2 separate regions of the Macaca mulatta genome follow, and region 1 is linked to region 2. A link is a contact called in public Hi-C data. All regions are on one chromosome and are shown on one strand. Each heading gives the region's core, a stretch centred on a gene start, on an enhancer-like site or on the middle of the called end of the contact. The rest is flanking DNA. Distances are from core to core; before and after follow the strand shown.

The links. Hi-C and Micro-C count contacts between places; a contact is called where the count stands out from the background.
Region 1: a contact with region 2 is called in a Hi-C map of blood, with 2.8 times the contacts expected there. The contact joins two enhancer-like sites. A contact is called at or near these places in 2 of 14 Hi-C or Micro-C datasets (CD4 T cells and blood).

The regions. Positions count from the first base shown.
Region 1 is chr6:140,288,228-140,292,688 of T2T-MMU8v2.0, forward strand. The region is part of intron 3 of CDC42SE2 (CDC42 small effector 2); the gene reads left to right. Among named protein-coding and RNA genes, the nearest start is that of CDC42SE2, 100 kb to the left of the region's middle. Within about 2 kb of position 3,209, at least 17 of the 40 cell types and tissues checked have an H3K27ac peak or open chromatin away from gene starts, as enhancers often do. A contact at or near this core is called in CD4 T cells and blood, where this site is marked.
Region 2 is chr6:140,196,364-140,200,631 of T2T-MMU8v2.0, forward strand. All of the region lies in intron 1 of CDC42SE2 (CDC42 small effector 2), which reads left to right. Among named protein-coding and RNA genes, the nearest start is that of CDC42SE2, 10 kb to the left of the region's middle. Within about 2 kb of position 2,973, at least 8 of the 40 cell types and tissues checked have an H3K27ac peak or open chromatin away from gene starts, as enhancers often do. A contact at or near this core is called in CD4 T cells and blood, where this site is marked.

The DNA.
Region 1 (4,461 bases), core at 1,959-4,458, 92 kb after region 2:
CCTGTACTCTCAGATAGGTCCTGATATCCGTTGTTGCCTTCTTTGTGTCTGTGTGTACTCAATGTTTAGCTCCCACTTATAAGTGAGAACATGTGGTATTATGTTATGGCCTCCAGCTCCATCTGTGTTGCTCCAAAGGACATAGTCTGGTTCTTTTTTATGGCTGTGAGGTATTCCATGGCATACATGTACCACGTTTTCTTTATCCAGTCTACCAGTGATGGGCATTTAGGCTGATGCCATGACTTTGCGATTGTGAATAGTGCTGCGATGAACATACGTGTACATGTGTCTTTATGGTAGAATGATTTATATTCCTTTGGGTATATACTCAGTAAGGGGGTCCTGGGTCAAGTGATACTTCTGTTTTCACTTCTTTGAGAAATTGCCATACTGCTTTCCACAATGACTAAACTAATTTACATTCCCACCAGCAGCATATAAGTGTTCCCTTTTCTCTGCAGCCTCACCAGCATCTATTGTTATTTGACTATATGTAATTTTTTTTTTTTTTTTTGGAGACGGAGTCTCGCTCTGTTGCCCAGACTGGAGTGGTGTGATCTTGACTCACTGCAACCTCTGCCTCCCGGGTTCCAAAGATTCTTGTGTCTCAGCCTCTCTAGTAGTTGGGACTACAGGGGTGTGCCACCACACCTGGCTAATTTTCTGTATTTTTGTAGAGATGATGTGTTACCATGTTGCCCAGGCTGGTCTTGAACTCCTGAGCTCAGGCAATCCACCCTCAGCCTCCCAAAGTGCTAGGCTTACAGGCGTGAGCCACCATGCTTGGCCTGACTTTTTAATAATAGTCATTCAGCTGTTAATCTTTAGAGCCAGTGTTTCTAAACCGTTAAGCCATCAGTATCACTTGGAATCTTGTTAGATAACGCAAATTAAAGCCCCACTCCAAACTTGCTCAATCTGAAATTCTTGTGTGACTAGAACTCAGAAACCTGTGTTTTAACAAACCTTCCAGGGATTCTGATGTATACTGTATCTTGAGAACCACTGCTTTAGAGGTTCTACCCAATATAAAAACTAAAACAGTGTTACCAGTTAAAACCTCCCTAGAGCACACAGCATTTCTATGAAACAGAGAAAATTAAATCAGCAGATAAGTATTTTTTGTGCAGAAATGTAAACTCCATTAGAATTGGCATTACATTGTTTACATCTTCCAAATATAATAGGTTCTTGAGAAATATTTGGCGATAATATTAGATAAGACAAACAATTTTTAGAGAACTGAGCTGACATTGTTTCTTTAAAAAAGCCTTTTATTCATTCAACAGTCATTTATTGTCTACTGTGTGTCAGGCACAGCTACTGTTACAGAACTTGTAGTAGTGTAGGAAAATCAAACTGTAAGCAAGTAAGTTACAATACAATGTTTTAAGTACTATAATTGAAATATGAGCCATGTGCTCTGAATGTTCAGGACAGGAAATATCTAACAGCCTCAAGTCAGAATGTTATGTTTGAGTTGGGTCTCAAAGAATGAGTAGGGAGAGACTTGGGGCAAGGGCGTTTCATATAGTTTGTTGACATTGCTACCATAAAAGGTACTTTCAATTTTTGTGTCAATGAATATCCACTAGGAAGATCATTTTCATCAAAAAATGTCAAGTCCATTTTTTATATTATTACAACTTTTGTTAGTCTTTTTTTCTGTACTGTGAACTAGATTGATTAACTGGAAAGCAGCTCACACACCCAGGGAATCAGTCACTTGCATCACAGAAAAAAATATCCACTTGTTTTATAAATGCCTGGTTCCTAATTACACTGTCAATATTTCAAAAAATGAATGTATTTCAGAGGTTCCCAAACTTCCCTTAACAGTTCTGTAATTTTTTTCATGGTGCCTCTAGGCCAAGAGAAATACCATACAGACTTGTTTATTAACTAATTTGGTACAAACAACTTAGTAAAGATTTATGTCCCAACAACTTATTTGCCTTTAAAAAATAAGATATAAATTGAAAGGAAAAATATTTTTATTTAATTCTTAAATAACCATTTACATACTTACGGTGTGTTTGTGCCGGTTAGGATTATACAACTTCTCAAACTGTGGAATCAGACTGAACACCACCACCTTCTTTTCTAGTTCCATACTGACTTTTGCATAGTGCTTGGGTTTTTTCACAGTAACCACTGAAAACTCAGCTTCACAAGGATATGCTGTTAAAAAGAATGTATGTTCTAATGTTGAAGTTACAAATTATCTGAAGTTGGTAGCTCACTCAGTGTCAAACACACATTGAGTCTCACTGTGTTTCCCTCAAATAGAAAACCCTGGCACCCCTGGATTTTGCTGGGATGCCCCAAGACAAAATTTGGAAATAGTGGGCTTGTTAGATTTAATTCATAGATTTAGGGATTCAGTTATACAACTCAACTGACTTTCTCCAGGTCATAAAGTTGAGTCAGTAGCATAGCTTTCAGCCTTTCATTTACTTTGGCCACATTTGCATAAATGATTGCTGTTTTATACCCTGAAAGTTCCAGCTTTTTTCACTGTCCCAGATGGCAGGTATTTTCATTTTCTTTATTCACTCTGTATCTGCTTCTAGAACTACCTCAGGCTGTACCATCTTTTACTCTTACTGTAGGCCTTCTGCTAACCTGATGGGACCTGGCCTTCATTTGCTTCTCAGTGACCTGTGTTTGTACACTAAGCTGCCCAGAGAATAGTCTTTGGGGAAGTTTTAACTTTTAAGTGATTATGTAATTACTGTTTTCTAGAAGCTACAGTTTGATCCATATGCCAGAAATGTGACGGAGGTAGATAAAGTATGGTTATATACATACTTGTTTAGATAAGGATGCAAATACGGTTCACACAGTAGCACATACTTTGAAATTAACCTGCTTCTCGCCTCTTTGCATATACTCCAAATTAATTCATTATCTTTAATAATTATGATGTAATAATGTAAAAAGTCATGGGAAGAGAGATTTTGCCTAATGTCCCCTCCACACTAACATAGTGATTCATTTGGGTCTCTAGTCCTTTACCTTATGCACAATAAAAGTTAGTATTTTCAGGATGCAAGGATTATTCAGATGGTTGACGTTCTTAACAAAGTTCCCTATAAAGAATTTGTTTCCAGGAAACACAGTGACTCTGCTAACAACAACTGTTAATACGTATCAGAGCAGAGTGCACCATTTCCTGTTTTTCTTTGTGGAGGTCCGACTCCGGAATTCCCCTTGTTTGCCCATGACTATTCTTTTTTTTTCTTTTGAAATGGAGTCTCACTCTGTCACCCAGGCTGGAGTGCAGTGGTGTGATCTCGGCTCACTGCAACCTCCCCCTCCCACCCCCCAGCCCCGGGTTCAAGCAATTCTCCTCCCTCAGCCTCTCGAGTAGCTGGGATAACAGGTGCCTGCCACCATGCCCAGCTAATTTTTTTTCTTAAAATATTTATTTAATTTTCCATAGTTATTGGGGTACAGGTGGTATTTGGTTACATGAGTAAGTTCTTTAGTGGTGATTTGTGGATTTTGGGGTACTCATCACCCGAGCAATGTACACTGCACTGTATTTGTAGTCTTTTATCCCTTGACCCCCTCCCACTCTTCCAGAGCCCCAAGTCCCCAAAGTTCATTTTATCATTCTTATAGCCTGGCTAATTTTTGTATTTTTAGCAGAGACAGGGTTTCACCATGTTGGCCAGGCTGGTCTTGAACTCCTGACCTCAAGTGATCCACCAGCCTCGGCCTCCCAAAGTGCTGGGATTGTAGGCATGAGTCACCATGCCTGGCCACCCGTGACTATTAATACAGTAGTCCAAATAAGTGTGCCATTCCTTAAATGTCCACATTGTGCCTGAAAATACTGCATTTTTATATTTTAGAATATTTAATTATATTTAAATCCAGGTTTTTGATAGAGTGTTGTAGGAAAGAGTGTCAAGATCACCTCCACCTGTGTCTGGATCCACCTTTACTGCCTTCTCAGGAACCTTGTAATGTTGACAATCCATTTTCTTTTTCCTTCTTTTTGTTTACCTCTTTTACTGGATCTTTCCCATTAGAAATTGAGCATAATGCAATTATCTGCCATCTTACAGGGGAAAAATTCAATCTGTCCTCATCTCCTTTTCTCCTTGCAGCCACTGACCTATCTTCTTCCTGTCCAGAAGGCCGGACTTTTCTCCAGCGTTGTCTCTGTTCTCTTTCGCCATTTTCCACTTCTTAGACCCACCTCAGTCCCCTCCAGTGTGTCTTCTCCTCCTTTTACTCCACTGACATAGCACTCACTAAGGTGCCCATCGACGTGATACTGCTGAATCCAGTGCATGTATTTCTGTCTTTAATTGACCTCTCATCACCTTTCAGCTCTGTTGCCTGCTCCCTCTTGACACTTGTACACACTGCTGATTTTCCTACTGACTTTCAGCCTGTTTCTTTTTGGCCTTCTTTGATGGCTTCTTCTTTACCCAACCACAGAAA
Region 2 (4,268 bases), core at 1,723-4,222:
TAGTACTTCTGTATGTCTGCTATCTGTAATCCATCGCTGCTACCGCCTCTATGCTGTCCCAAGACCACCTCCTTCCACATCCTCGCTTGAGTATTTACCATGCCTTAAATTCGTGGTCCACTATTATAATTTTTCCTTTTCATACACATTCAGCTCCCTTGCAGCATTCTTCCGTTGTAATTCACCTGGCCAAACCCCCACCCCCACACCTTTCGCATCCAGTTCTCCATCTGTTCTAGCCTATACGTGGGAAGTTGAGCATGCTTTGAGGAAAACACACCCAAGCTGACCCAGCTCTCCCTTTAAATTCATGACCACTGACCTAAGGAGGGCCCTTTGTGCTGCTGGTTGTTTTTGTTTCTGTTTTGTTTTGTTTTGTTTTTTGAGATGGAGTCTTACTGTGTCACTCAGGCTGGAGTGCAGTGGCACGATTTTGGCTCACTGCAACTTCTGCCTCCCAGGTTCAAGCGATTCTCCTGCCTCAGCCTCCCGAGTAGCTGGGATTACAGGCGCCCATCACCATGCCCAGCTGATTTTTGTATTTTTTTTTTTTAGTGGAGACAGGGTTTCACCACGTTGGATAGGCTGGTCTCGAACTCTTTAACTCCTGACCTCAAGTGATCCGCTTGCCTCAGCCTCCCAAAATGCTGAGATTACAGCCGTGAGCCACTGCACCTGGCCTAATCCTTCTGTAATCCTAGTACGTTTCCTGACTGAATCACCACAGATGACTTTTAATGCCTCTCGTCAAACCTCTAGCATCCCTTTTTTCTCTTCATTTTCAGCTCATGACCTTGTTTCCTGTATATCAAAAATGAAAGCAATCAGAAGAAAACTTTTACATGTCTCCTTGTATCTTTACCCATACTTTGCCTTTCCTACTATTCTGTCATCATGGTCTCCACTCGTGCCCCTTTCTCCTCTTAAGGACATTGCACTGCTTCAGTATTCATCTCATTCTCCTGCATGCTAATGAGCTGCGTCATATCCCCATTTCTACTGGATTATCCCTATCAGCATATAGATATACTGAAGTATCTCCCAGATGCCACATCTTCCTTTAGTTACTCCTCTCCAAAAAGGTAAGTATTTATTGTCATCAGTGCTCCCTGTCTTGTTTGGATCCACTACAATCAGCTGTTTTTCTCATTCGTTCTACCATAGCAGCTCTTTTTGAGATTATTAAGTGACTTTGTTGGTGGTAAATTCCCTAGTTCTCAAGCCTAATCTCAGTGGATGTAGAAGCAATAGAGCATTTGATGTGGTTGATAACATTGTGTTTGAAATCTTTCTTCCCTTTGTTTCTGGCATATTACTGCCTATTTTCAGTTTCTTTTGTTGGTTCCTTTTCATTGCCCCAGCTTCTGAAAAATGAGACAGTGTTTCAGGGACATATGTTTAGACCTCTTCTATATATTTAGTTTTAGTCTCCTGTGATCTCATTCTGTCTAGCTAGAATTATATACGTGTATATATATATATATATTTTAATTTTTTATCTTTTTTTTTTTTTTGAGACAGAGTCTTGCTCTGTTGCCCAGGCTGGAGTGCAATGGCGTGATCTTGGCCCACTGCAACCTCCGCCTCCTGGGTTCAAGTGATTCTCCTGCCTCAGCCTCCCGAGTAGCTGGGAGTACAGGTGCGGGCCATCACGCCCAGCTTATTTTTGTATTTTTAGTAGAGACCATGTTGGCCAGGCTGGTCTCAACTCCTGACCTCAAGTGATCTGCCCAACTTGGCCTCCCAAAGTGCTGGGATTATAGACGTGAGCCACTGTGCCAGCCTTTTTTTTTTTTTTTTTTTTTTTAATTAAAAAAGCTTTTCTTGGCCCAGTACGGTGGCTCATGCCTGTAATCCCAGCACCTTGGGAGGCTCAGGTGGGCGGATCATGAGGTCAGGAGATCGAGACTATCCTGGCTAACATGGTGAAACCGTGTCTCTACTAAAAATACAAAAAAAAATTAGCGGGCATGGCGGCAGGCGCTTCTAGTCCCAGCTACTAGGGAAGCTGAGGCAGGAGAATGGCTTGAACCCAGGAGGAGGAGCTTGCAGTGAGCCGAGATCGCACCACTGCACTCCAGCCTGGGCGACAGAGACTCTGTCTCAAAAAAAAAAAAAAAAAAAAAAAAAAAAAAATTTTTTTTCTGAGGGCCTTCCTCGTCCTCCAGGCTGGAGTGCAGTGACGTGCTCTTAGCTCACTGCAGCCTTGACCTCCCAGGCACAGATGATCCTCCTAGCTTAGCCTTCCAAGTAGCTGGGACCACAGGTCTGCGCCACCACATCCGGCCAATTTTTGTATTTTTTGTACAGATGGGTTTTCATCATGTTGCCCAGGCTGGTCTTAGGCTCAAGTGATCCACCTGCCTGGCCCCCGGCTAAGTGCTGAGACTACAGTGTGAGCTACTGCATCCAGCCTAGAGTTATATATTTCAAACTACAAATGTTATCTTTAGTCTAGATCTATTTCCTAACCTCCAGACTTCTATATATATTTGCCTACTCAGCATTTTTAAGTAGATTTCTAATAGGCATCCCAAATTTAACATCACAACTGAACTCCCTGTCCTCCCTGTTCTCCATCACCCTCCCTCCCCAATAATTGTCCCCATTCCAGTCTTCCTCATCCTATTAAATGCCAACTCCATCTTGTAGTTTCTCTGGCCAAAAACCTAGTAGACATTCTTGACTCTTCTTTCTCATACTCCCACATCTGATTCAAATAATTAGCATGAAAACATGTCCCTTATTAATTAGCATGAAAACATGTCCCTTATCTATCTTAAAAAGTGCCATAAGAATAAATGTAACCACAATTTCCTCTCTTCATCTGCTGCCACCTCTGTAAGCAACCATAATCTCTTTCCTGTAATATTTTAGTAGTCTCTATCTGCTGCTTCTGCTGTTTTCTGTTCACAAACCAGCTACAAGGGTGATCCTTTGACTTAATGCCTAAGTATTCAAGAAGTCTTGACCCTTCATTGTCTGTACGTCCTGCCTGTCTGATTTGATGTCTTACCAGTTTCTCCGTGGCTTCTTCCACCCTGGCCACATATAGACCTCCCTGAGGTTTCTTGAACTTGCCAAGCATACTGTTGCTTTAGTGACTGTAGGAATAGAGCTTTGTTTTATTCACTGCAGAATCCCCAATATTCAGAACAGTGGATGGCACATAATGGTGACTCACATTTCCTGAATGAATGGCTGCTAATCTTGTCACTTATGTCTTTGGTAACAGCTTATGTGAATGTTTCTATAACTAAAAGTATTTGAACTTCACCTAAAACCATGTAGTCCTGTAAGAATTAAGTAGAAACAAATTTAGATACGAGAGGATGAAGCAAGTTTCAAATCATTTTTTGTGTATGTAAAGTGAAAATACACAGTAAAATGGTAAGGGACAGAGGAGGTAGGAAAGGAAGGAAGAGAGATAAACCAATGGAATAAAGAAAAGGAAAACCTGATTTGATAGTAGGGTGAAAACACCTTAAAAAAACCTATTTTGGGCTTGCCCTATATTTTTTTAAAGTGGTATTTCTTCAATTCTGAGTGTTGGTGAGTTACATGGACTTAGACTCTTCAATTTGGACTATATTATTACCTTTTTTTTTTGAGACTGAGTCTTGCTCTGTCACCCAGGCTAGAGTGCGGTGGTGTGATCTTGGCTCACTGCAAACTCCGTCTCCCGGGTTCAAGCAATTCTTGTGCCTCAGCTTCCCAAGTAGCTGGGATTTCAGGAGTCCACCACCAGGCCTGGCTAATTTTGTATTTTTAGTAGGGACGAGGTTTCGCCACGTTGGCCAGGCTGGTCTCAAACTCCTGACCTCAAGTGATCCGCCCACCTGGGCCTCCCAAAGTGCTGGGATTATAGGTGTGAGCCACTGCGCCTGGCCTTATAACTTTCTTTTTATCAGGGATACAGGCTCAAATGAGATTGGGTGCCAAAACTTCATTGTTTTTCTTTTCTTTTCTTTCTTTTTCTTTTCTTTTTCTTTTTTTTGCACTAGTTTTTGCTAAACTTCTTTTGTTAAAGAAAAGCAGTTACTTTTACTGAGCTAGCTCGATGGTATCCTGTGCATTTTTTTTTTGAAAGCTCAAATAGAAGTCTCACAGTTTTAGGGAGGGATTATTTTTTAGTGTGCAAAAATTTATTAGTATGCCTGTCCTCTTAGCACTGTACTGCCTAGTTACTCTCCTTTAAAAAAAAAAAGAACATATATTTATTATATTTCCATGGTAAACTAGCAGCTACAATAACGTATACAACTTTA